2 separate regions of the Anser cygnoides genome follow, and region 1 is linked to region 2. Evidence: chromatin contacts called from public Hi-C data. All regions are on one chromosome and are shown on one strand. Each heading gives the region's core, a stretch centred on a gene start, on an enhancer-like site or on the middle of the called end of the contact. The rest is flanking DNA. Distances are from core to core; before and after follow the strand shown. Region 1 holds the start of TRIQK (triple QxxK/R motif containing). Region 2 holds the start of RUNX1T1 (RUNX1 partner transcriptional co-repressor 1).

The links. A called contact is a pair of places that touch in the nucleus more often than the background predicts.
Region 1: a Hi-C map of liver shows a contact between it and region 2, with 1.8 times the contacts expected there. The contact joins the promoter of TRIQK here to the promoter of RUNX1T1 in region 2. A contact is called at or near these places in 2 of 7 Hi-C or Micro-C datasets (granulosa cells and liver).

Annotation. Positions count from the first base shown.
Region 1 is chr2:138,391,617-138,396,416 of Taihu_goose_T2T_genome, reverse strand. It overlaps TRIQK (triple QxxK/R motif containing), which reads left to right and starts at 1,551. Exons shown (of 4, transcript XM_013172358.3): 1 at 1,551-1,765.
Region 2 is chr2:137,988,044-137,992,495 of Taihu_goose_T2T_genome, reverse strand. RUNX1T1 (RUNX1 partner transcriptional co-repressor 1) reads left to right here and starts at 2,946. Exons shown (of 12, transcript XM_066990587.1): 1 at 2,946-3,813.

The DNA.
Region 1 (4,800 bases), core at 302-2,801, 410 kb before region 2:
TGGGGAGTTAATATTCTGTGTGCTAGTCTACTTTGTGCTGTCAGCTTGGAACAAAGATGTTGAGCATTGTTTTTCAGCCTTTGATCTACTGAGCCCTGGAAGCTCATGGAATGCTTCTAGGAGCTCTACAAAAGATAAAAAGGAAAAGCAAGCCTATGCTAACAACTTAATTTAACTTAATTCAACTTCTATTCAAAAAAATTTCACAAATTATGAAGTTGGAAACTACTGCATAGAAAGAGAACAAAAAGGAACAGTTTTTTTGTTAAATTGTCAGAGTAACCTGAAGGAAAAGACAGTCACTGAAAACAACAACCCATATATTTTCTTTGAAAATTTGTGAGACAAAATAAAACCATGTAGCTTTAAGAAACAGGTTTGGATTTTTAAAGTCATTTGCTGGAGGGATATGGCAACAAATTGATGGGTGTGGTAACATCAATAGAAGGTACCACTTATTCCTCCCTGATTGATATGCATTTCAGTTGTAGTTACATATTCAGTAATTCTATTTCTTGTGTTTTTATGCCTGTAAGAGACAGATTACATATATTCAGAAACATATTCAGGATAGTGAAAATGGCAAAAGTTTTTCAGTGGTTGTAGAGATAATTTTCATGAAATCGTAATTCCTTATGCCCGACTCTATATTTTGTATCAAGGTTGCTGGTCATACACAGGTGTATTGTTTAGGAGAATAACTTGATAATGAAATGAATACCGTGATCAGGTGAAATTATGTGGAACTGAACTAGCACTGAATGCATTTTGCTATGAGGTCTCACAAGGACAAACTCCTCAGCAGTTGTTCAAATAATACAAAACCATGTAATTAGCGATGCTGATTCCAGTATTCCTTCATGTTTATTTATTTATTTTTGTTGTGATTACCTAGTCAAAAACCATGTGTAATAGCTATTTGAGTATGATTGCTCTTTTGCACATGCTACTCTATTCCAATATCTGTGAGCATAATCATTAATTGGGTTTAACTGAATCATATTAAAACAATCATGAAATCGAAATATTTAAATATTTTACATGTATGTGGTTCTTGCTAAGAGCTTAAAGAAATACAGTATCACTGCAAATTCTCAACACAGAGAAGTTAGAAAGATCAGAGATTGCGCCCACAGTGGGTGCAACCCACGTTCTCCCCATAGAGCAGGTACCCTAAGAAGAAAACATAACGTGGCCAGTGAGCTGCCTTGTTCCACGAGCTACATAGCGCTAGCATGAGGGTTCTTGGCAGAAAAGGTACAAAAACGCCTTGTGTCTCATCAGCTGAAGTCAGGGTTGGCTGTATTTCTAAGAAAGCTGTTTTGTTTCAGCCATCCATTAAGCTTGCTACAGAAATGACTGGAGAAAATCCTGCGGTTTGGTACGCGTGCCAGACAGAAACTCTGATGAATCAACTTTTCTTCAGGCTGGTTCTCCACTCTGTATTCATGTCATCTAGAAAGATGGGAAAAGTTCATCTGGGTAGGGCTTTCACTTCCTAAGTTGCAGAGGTAAACAAATGCAAATATTTCGCTTTGTGTATCTTTACTTCCAGGGGAGTGTTACCCCCGAATATCAAGTGCCATTTTGCAGGAAGCGAGGCGCGCACACGCCATACTAATCAGCGAGCCGCTCGAAGGCAGGGGCTGATCGCTCGCACCCGAGTAAATGAATTATGTGTTGCCAGGGGCATCGTCTCGGGGTGGTGAAAGGCTACCTGGCAGGGAAGGCAACTTGCCGTACGTGTGCTTTTAGGGTCTTAAATGTAAGTCCCTTCTGGGGCGGGCGGGATTGTGCTGCGTGTGGCCAACATGCTTTGAATTCCGCCTGCTTGGCAGAATCACAGGTGGGTAGCGGGGCCTGAACGGGGGCCGTGAGGCAGGGCACACCGCCCGGCCGACCTTCCGGGGATGCCGGGGCCGGGCAGCCTTCAGGTGCCGCGGGCTGGGCCCGGCCCCCCCCCCCGCCCCGGCCCCGCGTAGGCCGCTGCCCGGCGCTGCGGGCGGGCTGGAGCGGGAGGCGGAGCGGCGGGGGCGCCGGGGCGGGGGGCGGCGGCGAGGCCCGGCGGCACAGGACGCCGCCCCGCCGCCGGAGGAGGGAGCAGGCAGCAGGCAGGAGGCGGAGCTCCGCCGCTCGGCCCCAGGTACCGCGCCGCGTCCCGGGGTAGGCGCTGGGCCGCGGGGCTAGGCCCGGCCGCCGCCGCCGCTAGGCCTGCGGTTGCCATGGCAACCGCTCCCCCCTCCCCCCCCGCCCCCCGCCTCGGGGCGCCGGGGGCGCCATTGGCCTGCGGGCAGGGCGCGCCCGCGCCGGCGGCGCTCTCGGCCGGCCCCGCTGCCCGCCGCGGGGCCCCGCCGCCATTGGCCGGGAGGAAGCGCTCGCCTCCGCGATTGGCCGGCGCGGCGCCCGGGTGCCGCCCACGGGACGTGGGCTGAGGGGGGCGGGAGGGGGCAGCGGCTGTGGCCGCCGTGGCCATTTTGGGTGTGGGCAGAAAGAGCCTCCCCTTCCTCCCGAGGGCAGCTGGGGGCGGCTGCGCCACCTCCAGCTACCCTGAGGCGCTCCTTGGCAGCCCCCTTGCTCCCCTGTGCCCAAAGGCAGCCGGGGCCAGGCTGGGTTGCCGGCCACGGCTGCTTTTGTGGGAAACACATCCCCTGCTGGGGGGCTCTGTAGTCAGGGAGGGATGCGAGGTCTGCGCTGGCGCAGCCAAGGGGCTGCTGAGGGTGGTGGAGCAGACAGGAGGCCTGCGATGGGTCTACAGGAGGCCACCGTGGGCTGCATGATGCTCCTTCAAGAGCACCACGTCTCATGTGGCACCCACCGAGGCAGCTTGGTTGGGTTCACATGTAGAACACTGTCTGCGTGTAAAACCCTGTCCCGTGTAAAACCCTGTCCTCATGTACAACCCTGTCTCCATGTAAAACCCTGTCCCATGTGAAAACCTGTGTGTGGGGTTTCCAGGTGGCTGGGAGCAGGACAAATAGCCATTGAGTGTTCAGGCTGGTCCCCCAGAGGCCATAAGTTCAGGCCGTGGTAGATGGAGCCGTGCATGGTCAGCACATTGTGGCCGCCTCTGCGCGGGGACAAAATGAGATACAACCCGGATTTGTTGAGCTTGCAGTGTTTACCTTGTGGGTGTTTACCTCTGGGGACGCTGGGCTCCCTTTCACTTTCTGTGGTGTGCATTGGTCGTGCTTAGGTTCAGAAGATCCTGGACAGAAACACAGAAACCGCAACGTTTCAAAGTGCAAAGTCAGTAGGGGTTTTTGCCAGCGTTTTCATATGGCTCTAAAATTGCTGCATGTTTCAACAGCCTACGTAGTTATGACGATATAGTGCCAGAAAACCCCTCTAAGAGCGCTTATGGTGTAACTGGGCTGTAGGTATGGCACACATTCACACACGCTAGTTCAATGACATGTCATATGGGGCGCAAGTTCTTTGCTCTCAGGGATCCGGCTCATTCCTATAATAGAGAGCTATTTACTGACAAGGATGTGAGGATACCTATTAATAAAGACTGGTTCTTCCAGCCTTCGCTACGGATTAAGTGGCTTCCGTAGTGGTAAATTGTAAAAGGGATGCAGAAGATCTACAGTTATGGCAAAATTTGAATTATTCCTGAAGTACTGCTGTTTGGCATGTTTTCCTTTGCTGAATCACTTCACCTCTTGGTACAAAATGGGCTAGGGACAAACTTGGTTGTTCAGAAAATAGCTTGTCTGTTCACAAAGGAAAAACTTGGCAGATGCTTTTGTTGGCATGATTATCTTTGATTGTGAATTAGTACAACTTACCCCTCTAGGACTTGTTTTGTGTCTTTATGGAAGCCCTGAAGATGTGAGTGTACTTCAGGTCAGTACTCTAAGTATGAGCATAGAGAAAACAATGAAGAGTTGACTTTGAAATAAATTAATCACATCAGTGCAAAGAGTTGACAGTTGTTCACCTTTTTTTTTCTGTTATTCTTGCTTCAACATATAAATCCTTTTTATAATTTATTTTATAACTCTGTATTTATAATCTGCTAGCTCAATCTGTTTCAGTAGGGGTGTTGACTAGATGACCTCAAGAACTGTGTTCCAATATCAATGATTCTGTTATTCTGTTTATTAATTTAATAAAGAAGAGTTTACAGTGGTATTCTACAGTTGATTTCTTACTCTAAAATAGTATTTTGTATCTGCAAAAGCAATATAGAAAAAAATCACGGGGGCTTTTCAAATACCTAGATTTGGAAAGATTGTATCAGATCACTAAAATGGAGATTCCTGTTAGCATTGGCAAAACTTCTCTTGTAATTAACTTCAAATCTTGTGTCTATATATACACACATATATATCTATGTGTGTGTTTCTATTAAGTTCTGTAAAAACAGGATTATCCCTTCTGCTTCAGATGCAGACAGCTGAGCTCCTGAATTCAATTACTGCGTCATATTTAATGTACAGGATTTTTCCATTTGTCTTTCGTTAAAACAGACTTCAGCAAAATGTAATATGCAACAATTAAATTTTTTTTCTTTAAAAAATCATGCATAAAGGCAGTGCTTTTTTATTATTATTTTTTATTTTCATAAACTTGAACTACACAGAGTCAGTTTGTGGACGTTGGAAGATTCCACGTGTGCTTCTACCTGTTCCCTGTCTTCTTCATAGTTCTTGCCATAACATTGCAGCTTTTTTAAGAAAAGGAAGCCAATTTGTGTGAGTTTTATAGCAGGTATGGGAAAATCCTCTAACCCACTGTTGATCACAAACAGTGAATGAAGACCTGGTCATGTAAGCTAATATATTAACCTGCTAT
Region 2 (4,452 bases), core at 1,697-4,196:
AAATACACTTGTAAATTCAAGGGAAAGGCATGGGTAAGGGGAAGGCTTATAAATTAAAGCCGCCAGAGATCCAGCTTAACATTGTATCTGACTATTTAATTTTATAGGAACATTTATTGTGCCACTCAGTCAAAATGAGTGCTTGTCGAATGAGGGCTGCAGCAGCCACAATCCAGCCACTATACGTACTCTAAGGACTAATCCAGCCCCAAATGAAACAAACAGGGAGATTCTCGTGTGCTTCCCGGAGGGTGAAAGCGAGCCTTTCAGGAATGGAAGTTGCTTAATGGAAAGACATCACTGGCAAAACAGGCGTGGACTTCAAGTCTGCACAGTTTGAGTGGAAAAGTGTTTGAGCAGATTCTGGACAGGGACGTGTGACAATGTTTGACACTCGGAGTTGCAAGGCAGTGACAATTAGGAGGGACATACTTGTCTCTATTTTTAAACAGCGGTGAGGTGAGTTGATATAGAAATTCTGTTCCAAGAATTTCAGTGCAGATGACTGCCCATAATATAATTATTCACAGCAAAGAGCAAGCCATGCTTCAGCTCTGAACATTTGATCCGTCTATGTACAATCAAAATACAGTCAGATTTGGACAGCCTAGCAGGATATTTCTGACTTCCATGTGCAACTATACTTCTACCAGCCTTTCTCTCACACAATGTCACACAGCGATACACAGTGTAAATCCTTCATATGTCAAATCAGACATGGCAGCTACAGTCTGCAGAAAAAATCTGCAGGGTGTAAAGTTACCAAGTATTTGTGAGGTCTACTGTGAGGCTGCATTTTTTTTCTTCCTGAAACATGAATTCATCTTTCAAAGAACATGTTTATTTTTCCTTTTTCACTAAAACATATCTACTTTCTCCAGGAAATAAATAGAGAGAAGAAAAAGGTATGGGTAAGAGAAGTTTGCAATAAGCCAGGCTTCAGTCATCAGCTTTGGAATATAATGACAATATTTGACAGTTACGATCTTTTATGATTTAGGAATCGTGTCAATTTATTCTCCCAGCATGTCTGGGGGAAGTATAGTTACCATGAGGGAGTCTGTATTTACCACTCTCTGCTACACTTTGCTATCTGAGCAGGCTTTGTCCTTACTTGGCACAATGGGAAATGCTGTGCCATATGAGCCAGGGCTGGTGTTTTAAAAGGTAATTTCTGTATTATTCTCATTACGGAAAGAAAAAACAAAAGTATGTAAACTTTAGTCAATTTGTAAGTAGATATTTAATAGCTGATAGCTCAGACTAGAGTTTCCAGAGTTTCTAAATGATGTTCCTTCCCAATTTTGGAAGATAATACCTAGAAAGTCATTTGATCTTTCAGACTAAAGGTACAAGCCAGAGGTAAGTGCTGTTTTTTTTTTTTTTCTTCCCCTTTTTTTTTCTCTTCTTTTTCTTTATGCTAAAAATTAGGACTCAGTATTCAGTCCCTGACACTTCAACAAAACGTGCTCTGTGACCATTGGCAAATCTCTTATTAATTTTTCAGCTTACATATTCATCAATGGGGATGAAAGTATCTTACCACAAAGATCTGCAGGCTCAACTAAAGTTTCTAGATCTGCAGCACACAAAGGTAGTCCTGGAAAAGGTGCTGTTTTTAGATTATTTTAAAATATTTGAAAATACTTTTTAAAGATTGTCCAATTATTTTGGCCTTGAAATAGACCACTGTAAAACAGTTAGCTTTTAAATCAGAAATTAATGCCAGGCTTGTGGCTTCTCACCATTTTTGTAAATTGAAATCACTGTAGAACAAAACATGTCCCGATTTATGCTCCGCTGAGCTGAATTTACTTCAAGGTAAACTTGACCCCTTATTACGCTATGCCAATCTGTTCATTAGAGCTCTGTGTAGATATCTGTAGAAAAGGTAGATTTATCCAGATCATAAAACTTATTTTAAACATATTTTCAGAGTCGACCAAATTTTCAAAGGCCGTCACAGAGGTGGATAAATGATGCTCATAAATGTCCTTTCCAGGAACGTGTATGTGGCCTGTTGTAAATGCATGTAAAGTTACTTTGCATTCAATAGGTCTATTTAAGTGCTTAAAATTAGGCACTTACAAATTTGAAAGATCAGGTCTATAGCATATGTGTGTGTGTGTGCGTGCGCACGTACGTACAGTAATAAACAATGCAGGCTGATGAGAAGTTTATTTTACGCTAATGTTTTTACTTAAAAAAAAAAAAAAAAAAAGCTAAATGCCCAGGCAGTTCTGACAGATCCAATCAATTATCTGCACCCTGAAAAAAAAAAAAAACAAAAAAAACACATTTTTTCCTCTCTGTATGAAGTTGATGTGCTTTTCCACGGAGATGCCTTCTTCATACAGTGTCAACTTGACAGCAAAAGTACCAGTTCACCGTAGGTTGCATCACTGACAATAATATTCTCCGAGAGACATAGAAGGGAATAACTGATGAATCAGAAAATATATGGATGCCTGCTGAAATGGTTATGTAATGAAACACAAAGTCAAATGGTAGCACGCTTCTATTAATTGTAGATGATAGTAATTAATTTCCACTGCAGTTGTGATCGCGTTTCTGCGTTTAGAAGAATCCAGAATCCCCTTCCAGGAAAGTGTGAAATTGCATCTGGGTTCTGCAAGCCATGAAAGACTATAAATTTCTTTTAAAAAGAGAGAGAGAGGGAGAGAGAGAGAGAGAGGAAGGCCTTCCTCGATACTGTACTTTATAAAGAACGAAAACAAAGGGAAAAAGAAAATGATAATTGTTTTCTCTAAGGCTATTATCTAATGCGAAAGCAAACAGTCTGACTGGAAATCAGCTAACAGAAGGGGATTAGAGAGTAGATCTGAGAGTGGCTTGATTTCTAGCGCTGCTGTCTCTTCACACAGTGATGAGACACAGGCAGAGCAGCCAGGAGCTCTCCAGATGGCTAGAGAAAGTGTTTGTCTTGGGTTACTGCAGGGCAGTCTGGACTCTTAAAGCCGGGGAGGCATCATTAGGGAGCAAGTTAGATGTCCACCCGGTAAAAGCGAGCGAGAGAAAGAAAGAGCAGGCAGGCTGCCCGAGAGGGACCGCGCTCGCCTATTGTTAACATATACTTGACCCCCACTAACCTCCTCACGACACAGATGTCTCCTACCTCTATCACCTCCCACTGCTTTAAGCCCTCCCCCCCTGCACCTGGGTAGCGGGGCCGGGCCGGCTGCCGGCAGTATGCTGCCTGCCTCGCGAGGTGCCTGCTAGTGGGGGAGCCGGGCGCGGAGCATCCTCGGGCGGCTCGGCTCGGCACGGCACGGCTCGGCTCGGCTCGGCACGGCACCGGCTCGGCACCGCCCGGGGCAGAGCTATGCGTCGGCTGCCCGGGGCCAGGCAGAGCCCCCGCCACTGACAGCGGCCGCTCCCTGCGCTCCACATCACGGCTGGCTGCGGAGGAGGAGGAGGAGGAGGAGAAGGACCCGGGCTTTCGCTATCGCGGCTTGGAGACTTGATTTTTTGGTTCTCGTGCTTTCCCTTGGAACCAGTAGGCTCTCTCTCGAGCTGATCCTCCTTTAAAAAAAAAAAAAAAAAAGCGAGAGAGAGAGAGAGAGAGGGAGGAGGGGGGAAGAGCAGCTGGAGTTTCTCCTCAGCTCGTTTTGACTTTTGTGGACGTGGATCATCTGGACTGGGCAGGGAAGCCGCGCCGCGCTGCTCTCCCCTTTCCCACCCCCTCGCCCCTCCAGCAGCCGGGGCTGCCGGCTCTCCCCCGAGCAGGACGGGAACTTTTATTTGCAGCTCGCAGCCCGTGGCGAATGGTGGGAATCTCCGGTCCTCTGCAGTGTGAGTACGGGGCGCGGGGCCGGGGCCGGGGCTGGGGGGGGAAGACACCCGAACCCCTCTTCTCTTCCCCTTTTTCCTTGCCCCTAGGGCTGCTCGGGGCTGTGACTAACCCGGGCGGGCCGGGGCTGCCGACGGGCCGGGCACGGCTAGCTCTGCATGCAGCTTCCCATCCGCTCTCCCCCCCGCTCGCCACCTCGCACCCCGGATCTCTCAAAAGCCCAGGAAGCGAAGCACCCGCTCCTGCAAGAAAACAGCCCTCTGAAGCACGCAGCGTAGGGTTTCTGTCTCGATTTAGGACTCGTCTTTTTTCCTTTTATTTTTTTTTCCTGCCTTCCCTCTCTCCAGATCACTGAGCTAGCCAATGTGAACCGGAGTGCCTGAAATATTTCTGGTGGGGTTTTGCTGTTGTTGTTCCATTCTAATCACGGGATTATGTAGCACTGGCAACATCACTTCAGGCTATTTTGCAAGAAATATTTCGGGCTGTGCGCGCCGCCTTTAATTGCACAGAGATTTTTGGAAGTTATCTCGCTTCCCCAAACGACAGGGTAGCGTTAGGGATTGCATTTCCAAAACTGCAATACAATGTGAATGTGGCATCTCCTCTGTCTGAGCTGGAGGGTCTGATTCCACACGTTG